Regions from separate parts of the Mus musculus genome. Here region 2 is linked to region 1. Evidence: chromatin contacts called from public HiChIP or PLAC-seq data. All regions are on one chromosome and are shown on one strand. Each heading gives the region's core, a stretch centred on a gene start, on an enhancer-like site or on the middle of the called end of the contact. The rest is flanking DNA. Distances are from core to core; before and after follow the strand shown. Region 1 has its middle 64 kb from the start of Bach2. Region 2 overlaps Bach2 (BTB and CNC homology, basic leucine zipper transcription factor 2).

Region 1 (6,645 bases), core at 3,975-6,474:
CACACACACACACAGGCACACACACACGCAGGCACACACACAGAGACATGAAGTAGTAAAGTAGGGGGAGGACTTGCCCCAGAAAGAAGGGATGAAGGATGAGAGATAGGAAATTGTTAAACGGTAAGAAAAATTTAAATTAAAAGAAGGCCAGGGAAGGCAGACTGGGGACTGAGGACCATCAGTTGTCAATGTGTTGGGGGAGTGGTTAGGACGTCTAGCATCTCACCTCCCCAACACTGCTCAGAACAGACAGCAGGCAGTGGGGCACGGTTCCAAGCACAGGCATGATGCAGCACCCTGGAGACCTATCAAAGTACCACATACTCAGCAAGGAGACCAACCACCCTGGGCTGGCAGTTACAAGTTGGAAAGGATACGTCGGAGTAGTTGGAACACCTGGCCAAAGGCTTGCATTCGATGTGGACTTCCAGGCTAGCAGCCCTCCGATGTCTACTGCCCGTATGAGACCTAGATAGACCCAGCAGCTCTTCAGGAAGTTCTTTTGAACCCCAGGCTGGAGGCTGCTCCCAGGCAACTGCTCACAGTCCACTCGAGCACTTGGCTGATTTTCAGACCTGGGCTTTCTAAAGTTCTTATAGGCAGTGACTACACGTTTCGTTCATCTCTGAAGCCTTGTAAATGTTTATAAGCTGGCAGAGCTCTTTAAACGCTGGGCTGATTGAGTAAGCATTAGCACTGGATTTACTTAAGTTACAGTGTTCTCATAGATCAGATAGTGTGTTAATTGGATGAAGGTCTGAGAATAAAAGTGAAGGTTGAAAGAAATCAAGTTCCTACTTATTCCAAAAAACCAGAGACCAGAACTTGTAGCATTCGAATGGGTTTTATTTCCGAAGGAAGAGAGTCAAGAACCACCATGGTTTTCTGTGCTTAGACACCAGGCAAGGGAACTACCTATTCAAGATGGTCCCCATTCCTGTGCCTTTAGGGAGTCTTGTTCTAACCATGTCACATTAAATTTCTGTAATTGCAGCCAATCACTGGAATACACCTCAGGAATCTAAATACATCCAGTGTTCTGTTAGGAGACCTGGATCTTTAAAAATGACAAAGAAAATGATGATAGTCAACATAACAAAAACTGATGTAACGTTCATATTCTCCTAAGCCCCTGAGAAATTCTGTTGCTTCTCCTGAGTACAAGTCACAAGGCAGGAGACACTCTCCTCTGTCCCTACAGCCACCTAAGACGATGCTGATAAACTCAGACTTTAGCAGGATTCTCCAATGCGGATCCCCAGGGAACCATCTCGAGCAAGAGGGGCACAGGAAGACTTTCTCAGCGCCAAAATTCTCTACACAAAGAGCTGAGGCCTTTTCTGTGGCAGATCGTGGATGGACAGATGGACAGACCACAGCAGCCCTCTGTTTCCCTTCTGAGAAGGGTGGGACCAGTGGGTGGGTCTGCGTAGAGAGAACCAGGTAAGGGTGAGGAAGTGAAGTGTATACCCGAATTCCTGTAGTCAGCCTGCTTTGAAGCCTATCCACTAGCTTTAATTTCAATTTAGAGTCAACTGGGCCTCTGAAGGAGTCCACTCATCTTTTCATGATCAACTGGGTGGGCATTTGGTTTTAGAGATTTTGGAGCACAATTTTAAAAGGAAAACTTATAAAATGTTAAATGTCTTTTTGTTGTCCGTGTGTGCACATTTGCATGCATGGGTGCATGTGCAGGCGAGCTTGGATGCATGCAAGCACACACATGCTGAATCCAGAAGCTGATATTAACTGTCCTGTCTATTAATCTGCATCCCTAATAATGAAGCAGGGCCTCTCACTTGAACTTGGAGCTTGAGGACTGGGCTACCCAAGCAAGCCTGGTCACTCCAGGGATCCCTGTCTCTAGGATTAGAGCTGAGTTGCCATGACTGTTGGGTCTGCATGCAGCTGGGGCGCCGCATCCAGCTTTACACCCTCCCGCCAAGTGCCTTGCCCACTGAGACATCTTGTCAGCTCTGTGCATAAACTGAGAAAAGGTGGATATTCATCTTCTTAAAAAAAGGGGGGGGGCAGTGCATATAGCATCCTGTGAAATGCCCACGCCCACAAACGCTTATGTGCTCAGGACGTTCCAGAGATGAAGCTGTACAAGGCTGTACAAGATGGCTCATCTCCTAAAGGGCTGAAAAGAGATGAAGCTGTACAAGATGGCTCATCTCCTAAAGGGCTGAAAAGGGGCTTCAGAGCTTTCTTAAAACGGAAACATTTCCAAGATATACACATAGCTTCCATGTTCTAAGCCTAAAACACATAACACATTTCCTTCTTGAGACAGAACTGAAAATATCAGCTTAGGAGTCAATTAAATATTTAAAGAGATGCATATTTGGTCAGAGATGGAAACACAGATGCTGGGGACTGCAGAGGAAAAGATCTTGCTTGATCTTTATCCTGAAGTTTGTCCTTCCAAAAGCATCCCCAACGTCAACTCCTGTCTTGGGTCATTTGTCTCATCTTACGGAGGTAGAATGGAATTGCAGTACAGGGTGAAGTGTGTGTGTGTGTGTGTGTGTGTGTGTGTGTGTGTGTGTGATGGGGCAGGGTCTCAGGTAGCCGAGGTTGGCCTTGAAAATGACCATTGATAACTCTGTCTTTGTGTGTATCTGTCTGTTTCTTTCTGTACGTGTGTGTGTCTATATCTCTGTATGTATGTCTCCATGTGCATTCATGTGGTGCATAGGTGTGTGTGTGTGGTGAGGTAAGGTGTCAGGAAGTCAAGGTTGGCCATAAAAATGACCTTGGATAAGCCCCTTTCTGTCTTTGTGTGTGTCTGTCTCTCTGTACTTATGTGTGTGTCTGTGTTTGTCTATCTGTATGTATATGTCTGTCTGTGTCTCAGTGTGTGCTCTCTCTGTGTGCATGCACATGAGGTGCATCTGTGTGTGTGTTTGTGTGTGTCTCTCTGTACATATGTGTGTGTGTCTGTGTTTGTCTATCTGTATGTATATGTTTGTCTGTGTCTCAGTGTGTGCTCTCTCTGTGTGCATGCACATGAGGTGCATCTGTGTGTATGTGTGTGTCTCTCTGTGCATATGTGTGTGTATGTATGTGTCTGTGTTTGTCTAATCTCTCTGTTTGTATATGTCTCTGTGTGTATCAGTGTGTGCTCTCTCTGTGTTCATGCACATGAGGTGCATCTCTCTGTGTGTGTGCGTGTGTGTGTGTGTGCGTGTGTGATGGCCAGAGTTTAACAGTGTCATGTGCTGTCTTCACTGCTTGCCCTCTTTAATTTTCTTTTTAGAGACAGGGTTGCTCACTGAGTTAGCCAGACTGACTGGGCAGCAGGCCCCAGGGATCTCTCCCTTTCTCTGACCCTGACACAGGGCTTATAGGCTCATGTTACCATGCTTAGCTTTTAAGGATCTTGGAGACTTGAACTCAGCTCTTAGGCTTACATGGACAGCTAGCAACATGTAATTAAGCTACCTCCCTGGACCCAGACCTTGGCTCTCTGCCTCTCATTACAGGCATGTTCCACTCACACTGAGTTTGTTTGGTAATGGGATCAAATGATGAGCTTTGTCATGCTCAGACAGCACTGTACCACTGAGCTACATCCTTGTTCTCCAGTGCAACCTGTGGAGGAGGGTCCTGTTTAGATAAGCCTGGAATGAGCCAAAAGGAGAAGTTTCCTAGCAACGGCTTTCCTCTTTCCTGTGTGGCCACTCTCAAATGCTGCTCTGAGCAACCGCTAGCTCCTGCTGCAGTTCCTGAACTGGAGGCTCTGCGCACTTCTGGCCAGCACAGACTCAGCCAGCTTTCTCACTGGCCTTGCACTTACTCCGTGGTTGGGAAGGAGGGACATCTTTGGCTGGTTCACAACCCTGAGCACCAATGACTGAATTCCCCAATGCAGTCCTTGGTTTGGCTGAGGTAATCTCAAACACTCTCAAGGGAAAGGAATCAATATAATGTCTTGTAAGGGGCAGCTTGGCATGCACACCCTCCATCTGGATAATACAGGCATTAGAAAGTCCCTGTTCTTTGATCCTGGGAATCGTTTTCCAGGGGTGTAGCCCATGGAACTGCCGGATACTGGCTATCTAAACAAGCAGGCTGTGCGAGGAGTCTGACCAGACCTCCGACGAAAGGGGAAGAGCGGCAAGTCCTTAGAGGGCTGGCTTAAAAATATGGAAGGTCAAGTAAAAGCAAATTGTTTATTACAAAATTTAAATAATATTCTATACGACTTCCATAATATGTGAAGCAAACGGCAAATAATAAATTCAAAACTGTGTGTGGGTGTCCATGGGATGGAACACACATTACAGGTTCCCAAATAACGTGTAAATCTCTTAGAGTACCAGTAAGTACTTAACAGTGCCTGTGTTATAATACAAGTGCTCAATGGTGCTATTTGTTTGTTAGGTCATTTGACCCCAGACAATATAACTATTTATGGACTAATGACTTAGTCACTGTTGGACAAACACTTATACAGTAAAAAGCACTACTTTTATTTCCTTCTTAAATAACCTTGTAAAAACGTATTACGAGATCATCTCTGTATCTCTTAGTATTGCAGAACATCAGGCTGTGGCGTCAGCATAGACCCCACCACCCTCCCTTCCTGTTCTCACTTTAGCATTGAGATGAGGTCATCAAGAGAACGTGGTGCAGTTGAATGCTGATGTAGTAGGACCTGCTTCCGGCTAATACTGGCACAGGGCTCTACAGGCGTGTCCCCCACGATGGACAATGTATGCCGCCAACTCTGGAGCTGCCCTCGGACTTAACACGCTGTCCCAGAGCCCCTCGGCACACGGGTTGGGAAACACAGATAAATAACAAAACGAGTTAACAGTTGCTTTCTCGCAGACTATTGGTTAACTTAAAAAACAACAACAGAAAAGGTTTACAGAATCCTTTCCGAAGAAGCGTCTGTTGGTTTTTACAATTCAAACCCGAGACAGTGACTGGCAGCTTCCCAGAAACCCTTTGTCCTTACAGGAAGGTGGATATTTTGTTCCCCATCAAGTTCGCTCCCTGAAACAAAAATCTCAGGATAGACAGTAAGCAAGGAAACATCTTGGGTAATGCTTTCACTACTAAAAAAGCAAAACCCATAAAAAGCACAGTTCTCATGAATAAACCACCCACAACTCTTCCTGTTCAGAGTCCTGTCTGATCCTTACCCAGGTCAGATCAATGAAGTCACCAGTGCCGCTAACCCAGACATTCACCCTACTTCCTGCGGGGAGCCACTACCATTGTTCAACAATAAACTCTCTGTCCCCCTCCGACGTGCTGTACAGAGCACAGTTGTGCCCTCGTGGGAACTGAGCTATAAATGGCCCTTCGCTATTGGTCTGCAGAGCTGTGGTCGCCAGGTTAACGGTGGTCCTTTAGAAACGGTGCCTGCTGCTTGTCACCCCAGGACTCGCTGCTCCCTTTGTTCTCTGCTGCTTCCTTCTGACCTGTTTGTCAGTTTTTGTACTAAAGGAATGAATAGCCTATTATATCTTCACCAGTTGGGACTTTCAGAACCAATACAGTGAGTTGAGTATAACAGACAATTAGGCCCTTAGGGTATTTAGTGGTTGGTGAATATTTTGTTTGTCTCTGGGTTTGTGGAGGTTGAGGGGTAGAAATGAGTATTTTCCTATTTAATGCTAGCTTTTTAAACTCAAGGAATCTTTAATTTTGTTACCATAAAGTTGGTGTTTTACTGAAATTGATACTTTATTTAATTGGTGTGTGTGTGTGTGTGTGTGTGTGTGTGTGTGTGTGTGTGTTTGTGGGGTGTGGGGGGTGTAGTGTATGTACCTAAAGTCAATATCGGGTATCTTTTCTCAATCTCTTTACACCTTATTTCTGAGACAGGGTCTCTCACTGAACCTGAAGCGTTATCAATTTGGGTAGAGTGGCCTGTGAATGAACTTCAAGGACCTGCCTGTGTCTGCACCCTCGGGGGTAGATTAGACACATACCCACCACTTTTCCATGAGTTCTAGGTCTTCATGCTTGTGTGGCAAACATTTTACCCTCTGAGCCATCTTCTCAGTGTCTTATTGTGTTTTCAGTAGAGATGCCCAGAGATCTATAAAAACACTCACTGTTTCAATCTATTAACTTCTACAAATGGACATATTAATCTCTACTTTAAGTTAGAATTAATTACGGTGTAGTGATACAATGTTTACTTAACAGTTTGGATGCATCTTAATATAAGCAGAGCTCCAATCAGTCTTAGAGCTGTTCTTTAAAATATGAAAAAAATAACTCCCATCTTCCTGTGAGTGTTCGACTGCTCCCAGTTACATTCATCACACTTGCCAGAATTTTTATCTTGTTATCTGTCTATCTCCTTAACTAGGATTAAGCTCAACAAGGGTAGGCATCTGTAATTCATGATTTATCTGTTCCCCAAAACCTAAAGATAAAGAACTCCATCAGCATTTCTTGAAAAGCAAGTGAATGGGTGGGAGCTTTATTCTTAACGATTTTAGTTATATGCTACTTTTCTTTTAACTTTTGTATTTGGGTGTTTTGCCTGGATGTACGTCTGTATGACTGGCGGTCGGAAGAAGGCATTGGATCCCCCTGGGGTTAGAGTTATAAATACTTGTGAGTTGCCATGCAGGTGCTGGGAATCAGGTTCTGGTCCTCTGCAAGGACAAG
Region 2 (6,711 bases), core at 4,076-6,575, 80 kb before region 1:
AGAGAGAGAGAGAGAGAGAGAAAGGACACACACACACATAACCATGCAAAATAAGACAAATATGTAGGGGGTGGAGCCATGGCTCAGTGGTTAAGAGCACTTGCTGCCCCTCTAGAGGACCCAGGTTTGATTATACATTCAATTAAAAAATTAATACAATAGAATAAAAGAGTTACCGAGAGTCATTTGACATGCTGGGGTCATCAGAACAATCTTACACGGAAAGAAGACGCGGCCAAGAGAGAAGTCAGAGAAATAAAGAAAGAAGGATTGGGATGAGATGGAAGTAGAGAGGGAAGGAGTGAAGGAGGAGAGATGTGGCCAGTGCTGGGCTGAGATAACAGGTAGCAGCAGAGAGGCCGCACACTGCAGGTCACTGGCAGGTCCCAGGGAATGCTGGGAACACCTCTGTTCCCAGAAGCCAACACTCCCAGGAACCTACTCTGCAGCGGGTATGCAGCTGGGAGTCTCTTGTTCTTCCTCTGTAGGGCTGAGGACTGAACCAGGAGGGCCTTATCCATCTCCAAGCTGGGGACTTTTCTACATGACACTGTTTCATCACCGCAATCCCTACACACAGGAGTTCTTCTGTCCACTGTACTGGTGACAGATGGGTTCTGAGGTGGCCCCTTCACGGAGTTCATTAACCCTCATGGCAACTCCCAGGAGGTGAACAATAGTGTGTGTATTTTCCTGGACAGAATGGAGGGTTCAAGTGTTGAGGAGCTGCTCTCAGTCCCATCGAGCAAGGAGCCAGGAGGCATGCGCACTGTGGCTGGATTGAGTGCTGATCTGTCTCACAGTACCCTCATCGGGAAAGGAAGTCTTCCATCACATCCCAACCTCTAGCCTGCAGCTTGTGGATGGATATGTTTTAGACAAACTGATACAACATGGAAGTCAGGAGTGTGTTCCATCCCGGCTGGGAGGCTGCATGGAACAGGGACACTCCATCTTAGCAGTGTTAGGTTATCTGATTTGTGCCTCCCCCACAGCCCAGAAATTTATATTCTCAAACCCCATAGAAACCCTAAAACATAAACTCTCTTTCTAGAAACGAGAGCCACTGTTACCAAAGAAAGTCATCGGTTCCAGAGTAGGCTAGCTTTACAAGCAAACCAATCATGTTCTAACCCAAAATCTCCTCTGTATCATGCCCATCTCTTAAGCAAGTCTGTCATTTATCTAAACACAGCCACTGTGGCTTCCGTCCTCTCCCTCTTCCCCAGGCGCAGTCCTTCATCCCTGCACTGTGCACTGCATGTAGCGCTCACATGTGTGTATGTCCCTCTCTAATGTATGGTCATAATATCCTTAGTGTAACCTGAGGACTGTGGACCACATATTACTGCTTGGTCTCTGGAGCTTCCTGGTCACAGTTAAGATGCTATCTTCTTTTCCCCAGAGAAAACTCCATAAAGGATACTTTGTAGAATACTATGACCAACTCTGATAAAGCCAGACAAGCAGTCTGCTAGGGACTTGGTGATGGGCAGGAGGAAGAAAACAATATGTTGATTAAGACATTGGTTATTAGACAAAACCCCAGTGGGAGGTATAGGGTACTTCCTTAGTTGTTGATCAGAGGGATCCCTGGGGCCCTTGTCATTCCTCTTGGGTGCCCACCAGAAGCAGATGGTTCGACCCTATTGCTGAGGACATCACACATTTTGATTGCAAAAACAGAGAGAAATCCAGCTGGAACTGAACTGGAAGCTTCCTTCCTGCTGGCTAGTAGAGTGCTGCCAGGGGAAGAAAGTCACCACTGGTCTTACCTAACTGTGAACCTCTGAACTATATTACCAACATGCTAGGCAAGATATGCCCACCATTGCAACAGTGGTGTAATTGTTTTAGGGATAGCCAGCTACTTTCTGATTGGGTTTGAGTGCCTCCCTGTAGGAGGAATTCATACTTAGTTCTACAAACCTCATCAAACTCCATGATTATGGCAGTCATAGACCCAGTAGGGGAACTTTCTTTGCTAACTGAGCACAGTGTCAAACTGCATGGTTTTGTTTGTTTGTTTGTTTGTTTTTGTTTTTGTTTTTCGAGACAGGATTTCTCTGTATAGCCCTGGCAGTCCTGGAACTCACTTTGTAGACCAGGCTAGCCTCGAACTCAGAAATATGCCTGCCTCTGCCTCCCGAGTGCTGGGATTAAAGGCGTGTGTCACCACACCTGGCTGTTCAAACTGAACTCCCAACATTTATGTTTACATCCACAGATTAGCGTTGCTCTAAGCCTTGTTCAGAGAAGCTTCTATTCACATGGGTGACAGTTAACGCAGGGACCCATCACTGGTCAATGTGCTGAGAACGAGTGATTGTTGAATGTTCAGCTAAGTGGGAGATGTGTATCAATCCCTCTGAAGCCCAGAGAATGCCAAGAAAGAGGAAGCAGAAAGAAAGTAAGAGTTGGAAGATGCCAAGAGTACTATAGGTGTTGTCTAGGGGACAGGACATGGCCATCGCACCTATGGACTCAAAGCAGCAGTGGCTGCCCTCGTAGAGCTGGGCCCACCAGTTAGTTCTCCATCATGGATCCGAGAGAGGCTCATAAGGCCTCGCCACTCTCAAAGGAGATGTAATAAGCTAAAGGATACAGAGAGATGGCAATCATATTCCTCTGTGAATGAGCCTGGCACACTGCTCTTGTGCAAGCAAATGACCTCACTCATGTTCACCTCTAATTAAATGCAGTGCGTCTTACACGCACACAAAAGCATGAAAGCAGGAGGGGGGCCTGAGGAGAAGAAGGGATTTGGTGATGGGAGAAGGCATTAAGAGAGGGTTAACTGGGGAGGGAGGGCAGTTGAGCAAAGAACACTATATACATGTATAAAATTATAAAAGAATAAATTTAAAGATGCTTCTTAGAGGAGATAACATTCAAAATAGGAGTCAGGCAGGTGGAGAGAGCACACAATCTTCCCAGGCAGATGGAAAGGGTTTGGCAAAGACGAGCGGGGATGAGAAAATATGGTGGCACTGCTTTTACTTGTTGGTTCGTTCTCTCGGTTCTCCTGGACTTAACTTTGGGATCTTCTTCTGTCGGGCATGGGCACGTTGCAGTCACTTCTGAGAGAAGTCTGCGCTGTGTGGAGCTGACAGTCCTGTGTAACTTTTACTTGTGCAATTGCACACTAAGTGACAAACGCTGGACCGGAGAGTGAGTGTCAGACCTACTCTGTGCTACCTGGATGCATGCCCACTGCAGTAAACGTCACCTTAGGCACTGGATGGTGGTGAAGAGGGATTCAGAGTCATAACCCAATGCTCTGTGGGGCTGGAGGTCCACTTTTATGGCGGTCCTGTCCCTCTATTCAGCTGGATCTGACATAGAGAAATTCAGGATTTTCCAAAAGTGGGTCAAAGGCAAAGCCATCTCAGGAGCGTTCCCCCCACCCCCCCAGCTTGGAGAACGTCAGGCTTGGAGCCTCCCCTTTGTGTTCTGAGAGCTGCACAATGGGATAAAGCATGTTCAGTCATTTCCCTGCGCCTGCCCCTTCTCCGCCTGCCCCTTCTCTGCCTGCCCCTCTGCAGTCAGTCAAGCCCACCTGTTATATGAAAGAGTGAACGTGTGTTCACTCTGCCTTTAAGCCTCTGACAGGTGAACAGAGAAAAACACCTCTTAGTGGAGGGAACAGAACTTTCGGTAAAGAACCCTAAACATCCCTCCAGAAAGTCCCAAACAGCCCTGAAAAGTGAGACTAAAACTACTAAAAGCTGACAGAGGGTAGCAAGCATTTCTTCCAACCCACATTTGTCCTTCTAAAAAAAGCCAACTAACTACTGAAAAAAAAATCCCCCAAATGTATGAAATCTAACATCATTATCATATTTCCTGTCCTCACGTAGCTTATAAAAATGTGTCTGAGCTTCTCCCTGGCTCCTTTACAAGGATGAGAAAGAATAAAAAGGAAGTGCCACAGATGGCGGGCGGGAGGGAGGGAGGGAGGGAGGGGGCACTTCCAAGCTCTCCGTAATTTGTCTCCGAGGTAATTTATCTTGCTTGGGTGAGATTTCGGATTTTCTCAGATGTGCCAGTGGCTGGTGCCTCATGAGCCATGCCCCCGAGGCGCTTTCAGGTGATGAGAAATGTTTACTGCTATTTCTGTTGTTTCTCAAAGAGATCACCTTGGCTTCTCTCCGACCCTCCCCAAAGTGACTCTGCAAGGATCTGATCTGATCCTGATTTAGAGCTGACAGGTGGTACATGCATAATTAAAGATGACCTAACACAGAATGCGCTCACTCCTGGCATATTATCAGACACTTAAGCAAAGCAATTATCAGGAGGCGATCCTTCCTGTCAACAGAGATAGAGATGAAACATTTCTTCAATTAGGAGGATTCTGCAATGGTGCTGTATACAGTGATCTGCAAACACATCAAATTGGCAATTTTAATAGTTTAATCCTACATTTATATCGTGACAGAACACCTCTGGCCAGTCAACATATGCACCGCGCCCTCCACCATCACGGAAAGTCATATATTCAACATCAAAACGGAAACAATTCCAGGGTTCTGCCAGAGATACTGGTGTGAGCTAACAAGGGTATATGTCTATATACCAAGCCTCCCTTAAAGGCTCAATGCAAAAACAAAACCAAAAAATATTAAATTAAATGAATCCAAACGAAACTAAATTCAAAGCAGGGCTCCTCTTTTCCCATGCTTCAACAGTGACAAGGTGTTCCGAGGATTATTATCAAGCCTCAGAGCCTCATTAGGAATCTAAGCAACCGAAGGGATCCCTTTTTTCATTTGGAAGAAATAAATATTATTCAAAGAATGAAGAGGGGTGGGCGAGCTGCTCAATATGGGGCCTGGTAGCAGCCCTAACAATGTGAGTTCAATCCCCATGACATACAGGAGAAGGACACAACTGACTCCTGCAAGTTGTCTTCTGACCTCGCTATACGTGTTCAGTGACATGTGCATGTGTGTGCACAACACACACACACACACACACACACACAAAATATAAAAAGAAAATTCAAAGAAAGAAGGCTTTTACCAAACAGATGGAGTTTCTACTTCAGGTAAGGAGGGGAGGGGGAGGGGACTGCAATTCAATGGAGCACTGTGATTTCTATAAATTACAGTGTGTATTTTATATAAAGGAACACACTTTAGCGTTCCTTAGGACAGAAACTGCTTGGATGCTATTGTGAGACAAGTGACTTTCCTCTCCTAAATGGCTGTCAAGAAGGTATTGAAACCCGTGCAGAAACTGCCTTCCCCGAGACAGAGGACTTCACAATGTCTGCAGTGCATAGTTCACCACATCTCACAAGAGGGCTTATTGTTTAAATGCTTTCGTCCTTAGGTCACCTCTGAACAATGACTTCACTGTCCTCTGGAACATGGCTATGGGCTCTGGTGGGGGACTCTGTTGTTTGCATTCTTTTTCTCATCTGCAGCAGTGGGAGCCCAGGAACACAGCAGTGCAAGGCAGCAGTGGTCAGCTGCCAACACTGGCGTGACAATGTGGGTAAGTTGCTGCCGTGGACAGGCTGACTTCTGACGATGAATCCAGGTCTGCAGCAAGCGCTGCTAATGCAGACTTCAGAGGACAGCTGAGGAGTAGGTGAGCCATCACGGCAACAGGACTCACTGCCTTGCAAGATGCGCCTGACTCAGAAGCCAGTCCATTCAGAATATGAGGGAAGAAAACACCAGGCGTCCTTGGGGAAAACAGAATCAGGTGGCAGGTAGAGGGATCGTTCCTTAATGGAGCTTCAGCAGGACAAAAAGCCCAGCCTCGTTATAGTTCTGGGAACTAAGAATAGCTTCTGAATGAGTGCTCGCAATCCTCCACAGACCCGTTCCTCCTTAGGAGAGCCCCCTGCTCCCTTTCCAATTTGGACGCAAGAAGAAGAAGGAGGAGGAGGAAGAGGAGGAGGAGGAGGAGGAGGAGGAGGAAGAAGAAGAAGAAGAAGAAGAAGAAGAACAACAACAACAACAACAACAACAACAACAACACTGGTAGGGCAGTTGGAACAAAGGAGGCTCTTCAGAATGGAGGGAGGCTCCAAACATTTTAGATGCTGTCAAAGCTCTTTCACCAGGGTTCAGCTCACAGGAGCTCAGAGCTGTAGTTCGGGTAGCAGGCTGTCATGGAGAAGCCAGGGGAAAAACGTCACGTAGTAACTTTGTAGTAAACACCAAGACACACATACAATTCCCCTACTGATGTTGTGGAGCACACAAGTGAAATGCGATGGAAACGGGGACATGCCAGTGCAGGCGAGGCTGACTTCCCACGGCTGATGAGTAAGCGCTCAGTGAGCTCAGGCTTCACATGGACACCGTGTGAAGCTTTTACGCAGATGTCACTTCAGAATCCCAGACTGACACCCATACCTATGCATTAGTGGGGATGGAACCTAGGGCCTTGCATGTCCTGCGTAAGCACTCTACCTCTGAGCTGCACCAGAGCGTCTTGAAGTAATTTAAAGGTGGGTATACTTAAATAAATTAGAAAATATGTCATTTTCTCTTCTCCTGCCCTCAAACCTAGTTTTCCAAGTAAGGTGGCTTTCCTAAATCCCATGATTAAATGAATAAAGTCTATACAGGCACAAAACGCAGATGAAATTCCACCTCTGACACAGCATTATTTTGGAAAGACTAAAACTCAAGCCTGAGTGCCACCTCTGATGTCCAATGTGCCCTGTGTTAGGAAGATGGCGGAACACCT

What was found. HiChIP or PLAC-seq counts read pairs in DNA pulled down with a chosen protein or histone mark.
Region 2: a contact with region 1 is called in an H3K27ac HiChIP or PLAC-seq map of oligodendrocyte precursor cells, with 4 times the contacts expected there. The contact joins two enhancer-like sites. A contact is called at or near these places in 4 of 484 Hi-C or Micro-C datasets (B cells, CD8 T cells, Th1 cells and 1 more) and 4 of 115 datasets of contacts at active chromatin or transcription factors (CD8 T cells, embryonic stem cells and oligodendrocyte precursor cells).

The regions. Positions count from the first base shown.
Region 1 is chr4:32,350,065-32,356,709 of GRCm38.p6, reverse strand. It overlaps a transcript of Bach2 not described here. Among named protein-coding and RNA genes, the nearest start is that of Bach2, 64 kb to the left of the region's middle. Within about 2 kb of position 5,224, at least 121 of the 459 cell types and tissues checked have an H3K27ac peak or open chromatin away from gene starts, as enhancers often do. A contact at or near this core is called in oligodendrocyte precursor cells, where this site is marked.
Region 2 is chr4:32,429,860-32,436,570 of GRCm38.p6, reverse strand. The region is part of intron 1 of Bach2 (BTB and CNC homology, basic leucine zipper transcription factor 2); the gene reads right to left. Among named protein-coding and RNA genes, the nearest start is that of Bach2, 16 kb to the right of the region's middle. Within about 2 kb of position 5,325, at least 66 of the 459 cell types and tissues checked have an H3K27ac peak or open chromatin away from gene starts, as enhancers often do. A contact at or near this core is called in oligodendrocyte precursor cells, where this site is marked.